2 separate regions of the Danio rerio genome follow, and region 2 is linked to region 1. Evidence: chromatin contacts called from public Hi-C data. All regions are on one chromosome and are shown on one strand. The core of a region is the stretch at or near the end of the contact, and the rest is flanking DNA. Distances in the headings are between cores, read along the strand shown.

Evidence for each region. Hi-C and Micro-C count contacts between places; a contact is called where the count stands out from the background.
Region 2: a contact with region 1 is called in a Hi-C map of an unstated tissue, with 9 times the contacts expected there. The contact joins two enhancer-like sites. A contact is called at or near these places in 2 of 18 Hi-C or Micro-C datasets (embryo and an unstated tissue).

What each region holds. Positions count from the first base shown.
Region 1 is chr18:25,076,150-25,082,261 of GRCz12tu, forward strand. No RefSeq gene overlaps it. Among named protein-coding and RNA genes, the nearest start is that of nr2f2, 220 kb to the right of the region's middle. Within about 2 kb of position 3,087, at least 24 of the 62 cell types and tissues checked have an H3K27ac peak or open chromatin away from gene starts, as enhancers often do.
Region 2 is chr18:25,684,657-25,690,768 of GRCz12tu, forward strand. No RefSeq gene overlaps it. Among named protein-coding and RNA genes, the nearest start is that of si:ch211-147m20.3, 210 kb to the right of the region's middle. Within about 2 kb of position 3,840, at least 8 of the 62 cell types and tissues checked have an H3K27ac peak or open chromatin away from gene starts, as enhancers often do.

The DNA.
Region 1 (6,112 bases), core at 1,837-4,336:
CGAGTCTCAAGAAGCCATTACACACTAAACCAAAGATGGCTGATGAGTAATCAGAGGCCAGGCATGTGAGCATTTTACTAGAGTACTTGATTGGAGCTTGACTGATGGGAGAAGTTTAAGTTACAGCGACACACTGAGATGAAGTGGGTCATCAGTTTCTTATGGGCATCTTGATGTCGACGCGCGGGCATCCAGCACCGTATGGCATGGGGTGAGAGTTCAATCATGCAGTCGGGTCAATAGTGGCATTTCCATGGCCTCATTTTGAGTCTGGAGCGAAGAGTCACTTATTGTCTTTGATTTATGAATTTTTTTGTTACCTCTTGGATGGTCTGAGAGGTAAAAGTATTCCATTGCCACTACAGGCCAATCAGTTGTCTGATTAATGCAAGTCTATAGCATCTACATTCTATTTTAAATAGCAAATGCACTGGGTTTTTTATGCTCAGTGAATTCCATGTAAAAAACGAAACAAAAATCAGTACAGGTACTGTAGGATGGTATTTACATTTCTTTGTCTTCCTTTCTTTCTGTGTTTATGGCAAAACAATAAAGATGTCTGTGGGAAGTTATGCTGGAAGAACATTTTAGCAACAAAAAGTTGAAGTAGTGCAACTTGGCAAAGGCTCAAGAGAGTCTTCTACTCCTGGGACACTGTTCACTTGTCACATCAGAATGCTCTATTCCTTCAAGACACAAGCCGAGTGTGTCTGAACACTGAAGCTACCCAGGTAGCGGTGCTTTGTAATGATGCCAAATTGCTCTGCTGTTTGTACTTCCCCTTTGGGTATAGGCTGATGGTTCCACGCAGAGCAGACAGGCAAAACAAAGAATGCAATTTAAGGGCTACCTTGAAATGAATGGAGCTAATGAACCAGGGTTTCTACTTTTATTATTGCAATTTTTAAAATCACACGTGTTTGGTACCAACTAACGCTTGAGATGTGGTAAAACTGATTAGGCTATACTTTAATTTCTAATTGTTGATTGCCTAATTGAATATCTGTTTTTACATTTTAACAAAATGAAACGATCGTTACAAATGAAACCGCTATCAAAGTATGCGACATCAATGATCTCTAATTAACCAAAAAAAAAAAAAAAGTTTTGTCCATATTTTTGAACTTGTTTCAAGGGATTTTAAATAAATGATACTGGAGAGGTAGGTGTTCTATATAACCTGCTTTGAAAATATGGGTCTCGATCACAAAGCTGACAGCTTTTCAGCACGGCAAAAGAGCCAAAGAGTTCAGCTTAGTGAACTTAGAGTTTCCCAGCCAACGGGTACGCTATTGGGAGATGGGCAGAGGCATCTAAGAGCCAGCAAATTCAATTCAGAAGAACCCAGAAGGGATCGTGGTCTTGGGAGCTGTACAACAGGCAAGCTCCAGAGAAATACACTAATTGGGTCAAAATAGGTTGCCTTTTAAGTACTGTTCACTGCGCCTAAAGTCCAGCTTGTTTCTTATTTATTTATTGATTTATTTATTTTATTTTGTTATATGTGTATTTATACATATATCTGTATGTGCATTTATTTATTTATTTATTTATTTATTTATTTATTTATGTATTTACTGCGCACGAATATATTGCTTTATTGCTTTTAAAAGTTTGAGATGTTTTGATATTTTTGGTTAAAGTGGATAAAACTATTTATCAAAAAGAAAAGTAAACATTTCTGTAAACAAACATTTTGCACGGAATGTCACGTTGCGATAACAGAAGGGAGAAAAAACGTAAACAGAAATACACAAAACGGCGTAAACATGTTTGTGCGAGAAAAAAAAGAAAGGCCTGGAATTATTTCAACACAGAGAGACGTATAGGAACGACAATAATACTATATCATTATGGTAATGTTGCATGCTGATTCATATAAAGCCATGGAGAGGGGAGAGTTAATTAGAGAAGCTTGCCGACTCTGCACATTGTACTGACAAGCGGCAGAAATATGTGTCAGATTTAGAAACCTCTCTAACCTTTCCTGAAACATTCTCCCACCTAGTCGAGGAGTTTGTAGCTGCTAATTAAGGCTGATACTGATTTCTTGACTAGTTTGCCAACTGCATGCTAAATAGTTCAAAACCATGTGACGGTGATTTTTTAATCAATATAAAAAGAATAATTTCCAATAATTTTTACATCACAAACAAAAGCAATACAGATCAAAGAGAAATAAGAGAGAAATGGCCATTCAAACACACGCACACACACACGCTCGATAAATAAGAGTGTTTTGTAGATAAATTCGTGCATATAATAACCTGCAAACAATTAAGGTTTTGGTAATGCTTAGATAAATATTATGCTTTCCAGAAACACAATTACGAGAAAAAAAGTTTGCGTTCCTTTCCTGTATGGAACTGCCGCATACATGCCGGACCGCATGATCAAACTTATTATTAGTATTTAATGTAGCCTATATATTTTATAATATCATGCAGGCTAACTCACACAATTGATTTTTTTATCACAATAATAAATATATAAAACTATAATAGTAAAATGTAAATGGTAAAATAAACAAAGACAGAGGATGATAAAAAATAGGAATGGAAAACGAGTGTTGAAAAAATATTTTAGGAGGTTTACTCACTTTAATTGCAAGCTAAATATATTTTTATTTTATGCGTCACGTTTAATTTAATCAGATGTATTAAACTGTAAACACCTACCAATTTGTTAAATATATTTAGTTATTTTTAATTGTATTTAATATAGGCCTACTAAGATTTTATTATATATTAACTACTATGGTTTCAAGTTTGTCAGAATTAGATAAACCAAATTAATTATATATTTAAATATACCTTTAAAAACTGTAAGGATATTTTAATTTCTATACAGAGTTCAACATTCAATACACAGCAACTAAAATCCGGAGTTATTATGATTTACACATTATTGATGCAATAACGTTACAATAATAAAAAAAAAAAAATACTAATAACAATTTGAGAATTTAATAAGGCATTACCAAAACATTTTAAAAAAATCAATCTTACTCAAATGTCGCTTAACACACTAAAGTAGCCTACTTGACTCAAGGCAACTTTTGCTGCACCATAAGTTAAAGATAGATGGCGCTGCACCCAAGCTGTAGAGCACTGTCTTCTGCACCTTCGTTTCTGCCCGTGTGCTCCTCTTATTATCGGCACCAAAATTAACCTGTCAATTTCTCAGTCACCACCATCTTGAATCTCTCCCTCCTGCTCCGCGCCCTGCGTCCAACCGACTTAACTTTACAGATAACTGTGGGCGCGTGTTTGTTAGTATTGTGAATGAGTGTATTATCGCTTAAATGACCGCTATGAATCACTATAACGCTGTCTGGATTGCGATAAGACTCTCTCTCCTTCTCTCTCTCCCTCTCTCTCTCTCTCTCTCTCTCTCAGAGCATGTTGTCTGTTTATTCTTTTATAGGCTGGGGAAAAGAACATCTCTGTAACATCGCCAGGATCCAGTGTTTGCTGTCTGTTCTACAATACATTGTAATGGCACTGTCACAGGTTTTTCTTTCAATTTTTTTCTTTCATTTTTTTTTTTTTTTTTTTTTTGCCATATTAAGGCTCTAATTATGCGATAGAAAGTGAGCCGTTATTTATGAAACTAGAAAAGAAACACGGCGTCTGTTTTACACTGTAAAACATTGCGCTTAAGGCATAGGATAAACTATTATTATTATTATTATTATTATTATTATTATTATTATTATTGTTGTTGTTGTTGTTCTTGTTCTTGTTGTAGTTGTAAGTGACAAGTTGTTTAATGGACAAAGTCAAATCGCTTCATTTAATCTCTGTTATATTTTATTTTGATCAAAATAATTTCCTATTTTCTCTGGAGACTAGTAGCCTTTTTGAATCGCGGTTGAGCTGTGAAAACACACTGCTAAACACTTGTTAAAATTTGTATTGACAATTTCGCATTGTAATTGTTTTGCAAATACAATTCGTTTAATGTTTAAATAACACACCCTCACCAGATATGATCATAACAGCCGTTAATTTATTAGCGCTTTCCCCAGTACAATTCATATAATATAAAATCCGTTTAATACTGATTCAATAATATAATTAGTTCATTTTAAATATTTCCTGCTTTATTTTCTGATAATGAATAACCTCCTAACAGTAGCCTAATTGATTTGAAGCTCAATTATACATTTTATTAAATACGAGGAGAATCTAATAGACTACAAAGTGTGTATAATAAAAATGAGACGTTAAATGAGTAATACAAAAATATTAATCAATATAGCCAAGCATTAAACAAGTTTAGAAGCCTACTTTTAAAACTAACCTGTCCTGTTTAATTTTCCCATTGAAATGTATCCTAAATGTATAACACAATCTTAAAATTTCAAGAATATTTTATGGCCGAGCAGCAACAGTGTTCCAAACAGTTGAGAAGAAATAAAAGAGGTGTTTGTAAGCTCAGCGGGCCTCTGTAGTGCAATAAGCACAGGGAGCTTTTTATGTCTCTTAATGGCTAATAATGTGATAAGCTAGACTAGGCCCTTAAAAATCCCTACCAAGTGTAAATGCGACAGGGGGACCCCAATTGCCCCGGTTCATTCTGTTTTCTTTTTTTTTCCAGGTATTTTCCTTTTTCTCAGTTCAGGTTATTAGCCCTCCCATGACTGGAGCATATAAAAACAAGGGGGAGGGAGGTGAAAAGCACAAGATAGGTCTCCTGAAATGTGTGTCTCGAGTTTCTCCCTTTCTTTCTTTTTCTCTCTAATTCACTTTTTTTTTTTTTCAATTGTTGTTATTTGCAAATGGTTTTATTGTATAGAAGTGCCACAGAAGGAGGGGGCGCTAGCAAGGGTAGGATAGTGGTAGGTCTTTAAATTGACACACACACACACACACACACATGCAAAAAAAAGAAGAAAAAAGGAACACAACATCTGGTAATTAGTTTCAGCAAGCTTAGCCTAATGATGTAAGCAGATTATTTTCCAGCAGAAAGAGCTGGGTGGGGGAACTATACACATATTCTTTATTTAAAGAAGTCTTTAACATTTACGGACAGAGACTATTGCTTCGGGGGCCAAGAAGAAGTGAATGCGGTTTGTTATTGGGTGAGAGGTGGCGCTCCGTCCTGTGTCTCCTAATCACAAAGAGCAATGCACGACAGAACACTACTCCATAATCCAAAGCAGCCCAACTAGCACTCTGACATTTCTATTTATCGCAAGCTAGGCCCAAAAAAAGAGAGGCGATGACATTTGTGTACCCACCGTGGCTGTCGGTGGTTGGGGGCCGTGGCCCTTCAGAGAAGCCTCCTCTCTGGTGCGGCTCACTGAGTGTAAAGGGGCATGGATAAAATTCTATATTAAGTGCAGTTTACTTACTGGCTCTTAATTTCAGCAGGATTGATCGATTCTGACAGGGAGGGCATCATACTGCCTGCCAGATCACTTAAGCCAGTGCCGCCCCCAACCTTGTTTTTTTTTTCTTCTTCTCACCCTTATTAATGTCATGTCATCTGCTTTTCAGGCGAGCAGCGATTTCAGATTCAGGTGAGATTATTATGCATTTTTTTATTCTCATATGATCAATCAGGATTTTGATTATGATGCTATAATTTAGCCGGGTCATTATGTTTGTTTTGCTCTCAGTATCTAATCTGAAGTGAAAGCTATTGAGAATGGCCATCTTGCTGCTTTATTGATTTTTTGATTCTTGCTTTGAACCTGGAACAGAGGAAGGAGAGCTGGGGTGGCGAGTGCAGGGCAGATGCAGCTGAACACCTCAACCCGAGACTCTTGCTCTTATGCAGTATTTCCAAAATTGTGTATTCGATGCATTCATCCACGAATCAAGACAAGTAAATTACATGTAATGCCCTAATTCATATAAAAAATGCATTATCTACAAATAAAAAACATGAATCATTAAATCAGTAAAAAAAAATAAAAAAAATAATATAAATATTTATAAATTATATAATGAAAACATAAATTAAATTAATGAAATGCATTACTAAATACAGTAAATACAAGTATTTATAATAATTTATAATTTAACCCTTGAAAACCATTGCAGAAAATAGCTAAACAATGTATTAAGTGTATGAAGAATGTATTAAGTGTGGCTTTTGT
Region 2 (6,112 bases), core at 2,590-5,089, 610 kb after region 1:
AGACCATGTGCCACGGCGCTTAGCGGAGTTTTCCCTCCTTAAAATAGCAAAAGTGGATTCTTGACATGCCCTTAATGCTTTTGTGCCCTGTGCTTTGGACTTTGTGCCTGGATCGTCAAAATAGAGCCCATAGTGTCAGTACAACTATAAGCAAGAACAATTCAATCACACAACAAGAGTTTTGGTTTGTGGACATTAAATCAGGCTTATATTGTAAAGTAGCATAATGGATATCCATAAAGCAGTATATATTAACTTGTATCCTGTCACACAAAACAGTGCAAACTTAAACGTGTGTGTCTGTGTGTTGTAAACTAACAACATTTATGTGCGACTCATCATTGCAGAAAAGCTTGAATACGCTCAACAACAAATACATCAAATAATCATTGGGAAACTTCCTGGCTCAGTATTACTGTGGTGCTGTTAACTCAGAAACTGCATGCCTGTTTCATTCATATCTGTCTCTGTCACTGACTGCTGTTTATATGATGTAACATAAAGCAGGAAAGCTGACACAAATGCTCATATGCAGTTTCATTCACAGGCTATGAAAAACAGTTACATTTTATTGTCATTTTAAGCAAGGTATAACAAATTATCTGATGGATATTTAAAAACTTTTTGGAAATATTTAGAAACTTTACAGGCACATTCTGAAGACACCAAAGGCTTATTTTACATCTTGTAAAAGAGGTAAAATAAAAGCACTTTAATTAAATTCAGCCAAACTTTAACATACAGTGTAAAAACTGCTGTAAAATGTACAGTTTTACTGGCAATTTTTGTAGGTAATACTGTAAAATTTACAAGCCCACAATTTACAACCAAAATTGCCAGTAATGCTGTAACTTTTTACAGTGTACCTAGAGTATGCATTGCACTAAGACTGTTAATACCTTGTAAATTAGCATTCAAGCCCATTTAATACTTTTTATGGGTTTTAAATTCCTCTACATCCATGCCATCTTTAAATACTTTTTTAAGATATTGTGGATATCATGAGTATTTCCAAATTAAACCAAACAGAAAAAAGCGTATTTTTCAAAAACAAGTAGGCTGATGTGAAAGCATCCTAAGACGCCTAAAATCACGGAGCTCATGCAGCGACATCCCTGAGAACATTCCTCTCTCAGACTCATTTGCTAACAGAAGCCACGCTGCTGTCATCAGGCAGACCTGAGTAGATGAGCTCGCGCCCGTGAGCCAGTGAGTGAAGCGGCGGCTGTTGAAACAGGTAATCATGCTGGAGATGATGGTTGGAGAGCACAGTTCAGCTGAGCGACAGGGTGAAAGCGCTGAGTAATCCGGCTGCATTAAAAAGCAGACAGGCACCAATATCACACCACAATAGAACATGTACAAAAGAGAGGGAACATTCTAAACGGGCACTTATGTCATCTCTCTGCAGCTGCCACTCACTGCCAGAGCCAGCAGCCAATCAGATGGCAGACTCACGGAGAATAATATGGACTGATGATATTCACAAAGACTTTGCTTGTCGCAGGTTTGTTATTGATTGCGGATTTTTGTTGGGAAGGGAGCTGATTGTGTTAGTTTTTCGGGATTAAATTTTTTTTATGACATTTTATATGATTTATTAATTTAGTATGATTTTACTATTATTATTAGGTGAACAAAACAATAAAATAATACAAATTCAAGGATTTATGGAAATATGTAGTAGCACCAAAGTCATGTTTTAGCTTTGTATGGTAGATGTTTACTCTCAACAATAACCACATTAATAATAATAATAATAATAATAATAATAATAATAATAATAATAATAATAATAATAATAATAATAAAAGTTTTCAACTGACAAAATTGTATTTTTTGTAGTCCAAACTTCACAATATTTATGTACTGTATTAGTGACTCCAACATATATGAATGCTATTTCTACTATTAAACTTCAAATAATAAACAACCCTCCTGTCATGTTCACCTTCTGCCCCTTACTTTAGTTTTCCCGGTCAAAATTGAGCACTCTCTTTAAATGCTCTTAAATTGCACAAAAAGCATTTTTCACCACCAAACATTTATTCAACATTTAGCTGTGAACAATGTCTCAAACTAGTATTTAACATGAATTTATAGAATTAGCTATAAAATAACTGCAGTGAATATACAAATAGTCACTGAAAATGTATTACAAAATGAACATGTAATGTAATGGGGGTAATCACATGGGAGGATCGGCACATAAGCACGGGAAAGAGATAAGTACCCACAAAAGATGTTGTTCAGTCTGAAATGTGTGCGAGTGAGTTGGAGTGCTGTGTCTGGGGTTGATGGTTGAATATAGTCTGGATACCCATTAATTTCCTATGGTGGTCACTTTTGACCGGGAACACCACAGAGGTAACACGGTTGATTAAAACACTCACATTCAACGAAAGAGGTGGTCACTTTTATATGTTTAAGTGCATAGTGTTCAGGATATCATAAGGCCTTGAGGCAATCAGATGTAAAACACAATAGTTATGAGTATTTTAAGTTGTAAATTGGTCAGATTTGACCCAAACACGCCAGGAAGGTTAGTAAAAGTCAGAATTATTAGCCCTGCTGTCAATTTTTCTTTTTACCAATTTTTTCAACACATTTCTAAACATAATAGTTTTAATACATCATTTCTAACTGATTTATTTAAGCTTTGCCATGATGACAGTAAATAATATTTTACTAGATATTTTTCAAGACACTTTTATAACCCTTAAGTGACATTTAAAGTCTTAACTAGGTTAATTTGGTAAACTATGCAGGTTTGGGTAATTATGCAAGTTATTGCATAACAATGGTTTGTTTTGTATACTATCAAAAAATATATGTAGCTTAAAGGAGCTAATAATTGTGTCCTTAAAATGTTTTTTAAAAAATTAAAAACTGCTTTTACTGTAGTCAAAATAAAAAAATAAGACTTTCTTCTTACTACTGTAAAAATTACCTTGCTCTATAAAGCATCATTTGGGAAATATTAAAATAATAATAATAATAATAATAATAATAATAAAAAATCAAATGGGGGCTAATAATTCTGACTTCAACTGTATGTGTTTATTTATATTTATAGATTTGCATTTATTTTAACAAACACAAATCTGCATAATATGCCACTCCCACCCCCCTCATAAATATGTTATTCTTTAATGAAAATAAAACATCCATATTTTGATATTTGAAGAGTTCAGAAGCAAAAACCTCTAAAAGTGCCATCTGAAATTCTCTTCTAAAATTAGCTTAGCATCCTATATGATTATATCCAGTAATTTACTTTAAAAGGTAATAAAAGTAAACTTTGCTATAAAAGTAAAATATACTGAACCTACACAGTCTCATAAAAAACAACAGGATAAAATAGATTAAAATTTCATGTCACTTTTTTGTTAACAAAAGGTATTTGAAAGTATTAAAATGCTATTTGCATTTAATATGCTTTCTATGTAAATGAAAGACATTTTGTACATTTATTTTTAATGCAAACTCCACAGAAAGAAAAGTAATAAAGAAAAAAGGTTAAAAAAAATCTAACACAAAAATAAAACCACAAAAAGCCTTCCTACAGTGCATTGTGTTTGAGCAAGCCAAAAGATGAACAATAATGGAGCTTAAAGCGGCTAATCTCCGAACACACGGTGCATGTGTTCATCCAACATCTATACCTCCATTCATTCTCAAACTCTACATACTAGCCACAGAGGAGCAGTTTGATGCACATCTAGCGGTGTGCTATTTTTATTATTCAAACTGTCCACAGAATCAAGCCTTCGTGTCTTGCAAGCCGCTTTCACAGCAGGGAACAATGAGTGGTGAAAGTGGACGGAGGATCTACAGTATCACTGCTCCCCCTGGTGTGCAGGAACGGGACGGTCGGACGGGTCACAGTTCGCAGAGGGGCGTTTGTGAACCCAGCTGGCTTTAAGATGGCTGGGTGAAAACTGGGAGACACTAATTCTGCTCAATGAATCCAATTAGACTGTCTCACCCATTTGGAGGAATATGTGTCTGCTCTTCCATTATCCAATCTTTCACACTGGACATGCCTTGTTATTGTTCATGCATGGTTATTTTGTGTGTGTGTGTGTGTGTGTGTGTGTGAAATGCAGTTTTTTATTATAAAAAAAAAGCCAGCAGTGCAAATTATTGGTTGTTTTCAGAGGATTATATATATATATATATATATATATATATATATATATATATATATATATATATATATATATATATATATATATATATATATATATATATATATTTTTTTTTTTTTTTTTGTCATATTAATGCAATCGCACTTTGCATGTGCAGTTATATTTATTTTAATATTTACTAATTTCGCAAACACTAATAAATGCTACCTGGCAGAAATGGAAATATTTATGTTTGTTTGTTTGCTTATATATAATATAATAAATAAATATATTAATGTTTTATTGTCATTACTACTTTAAAAAAAAGTTAAATAACAAATAAATAAAAAATAATAAAAAAAAACATTGTGCTGGGACAAAAGAAAGAAAAATATATATAAAAGAACAGGAATAATAAAAATAATAATCAATAAAGTAAATTAATATTAAATAAACAAAAAATACATATGAAATAAAGCATTTATTTTATTTCATTTTATGTATAGTCGGCAAAATAAAAAAGAATAAAAATAACTAAATAAAAAAGAAATAATAATAATAATATATCACCAGCAAAGATAACATTTTTGTTTTCTTTTCAATTATCAAATCCTAGATGAAAGCCATCAGTTTCTCTCACAGCATACATACATGAAAAGCAAAGGCTGTGAATCACATAAGACTGCCATTATGAGTCATTAGCAAGCCTTATGCTTTAAACCCCATTCAGGGACTGCAAGCAGGAGACTTAAACATGCCAGGCCGCTCCGTCCCTAAAGGGTTAAATGCACATGTGCGCTAACCCTCACACACATACACACACTGCCATCCTGAAAGCGCACTAGGCTGGCTGTGCATACAGATGCACTCATCATAATTCATTTAAGCCCATAATTCTCAGCAGGCTAATGCCCCACCAAAGACCCTCAACATCCTTAAAGAGTTAAATCATCACTTTGGGGAAGAACAGAGGAATGGAGAGGGAGAGAGAATATATGTGTGTGTGTGTGTAGTCCATAGTCCAAAAATTTTATATATATATGTATATATATCAGTCAGAATTATTAGCCTCCTGTTTTATTAGGCCCCTGTATATTTTCCCTCAATTCCTTTTTAATGGAAGATTTTCTTTCACGAAAGTTTAAATAACTAATTTTTAAGAACTGAATCTCTCTTATCATTGCTATGATGACAGTACATAATAGTTTACTAAATTTTTCAGGATAGTATTCAGCTTAAAGTGCAATTTAAAGGCTTAACTAGGTTAATTAGGTTGATTTGGCAAGTAAGGTTTATTAGGTAAGTCATTGTATATGTGGTTTGTTCTGTAGACAAGTGAAAAACAAATAAACAAACAAACCCCCAAAAAAAACGGCTTAAGATGGCTAACATTATTAACCTAAAAATGGCTATTAAAAAAAAATAAAACTACTTTTATTCTAGCCAAAATAAAAACAAATATTTTTTTTACAGAAGAAAAAATATAGGAAATACTGTGAAAAAAAAATTGCTCTGTTAAACATCATTTGGAAAATATTTGAAAAAGAAAAGAAAATTCACAAGAGGGCTAATAATTTTAACTTTGTCTGTATAGACAGTTAAACAAACAATAAAGAAACATTTTAAAAAAATAAATAAATAAATACTTTTTTTGTCATTTGTAAATTATTATAAAAATACTCTCTGTTTGTGTGTGTGTGTGACTTTTCAAGGATGACTGGAAGTGCTTGGACCAGTCCCTTCAGTCAAGTATGTTGCCATGCGAGGGATTAGCGTGTGTGAAGCTCCAGGTCTTGACCTGCAAGCCTGGAAGCCAGTCTGAAACCTGACCCCAGACCAGGTGTGTGCCTTCGGGTCGAGAGGTTGGGAAAGCACGCAACTAAAGACAGCTCGTCCATAAAAGACATACTGCTCCAATTAAATCTATTCCAACCATTTCAAAACACCAGGCGTGAGCTCTGTAAACTTAAGCTGGAGCGTAA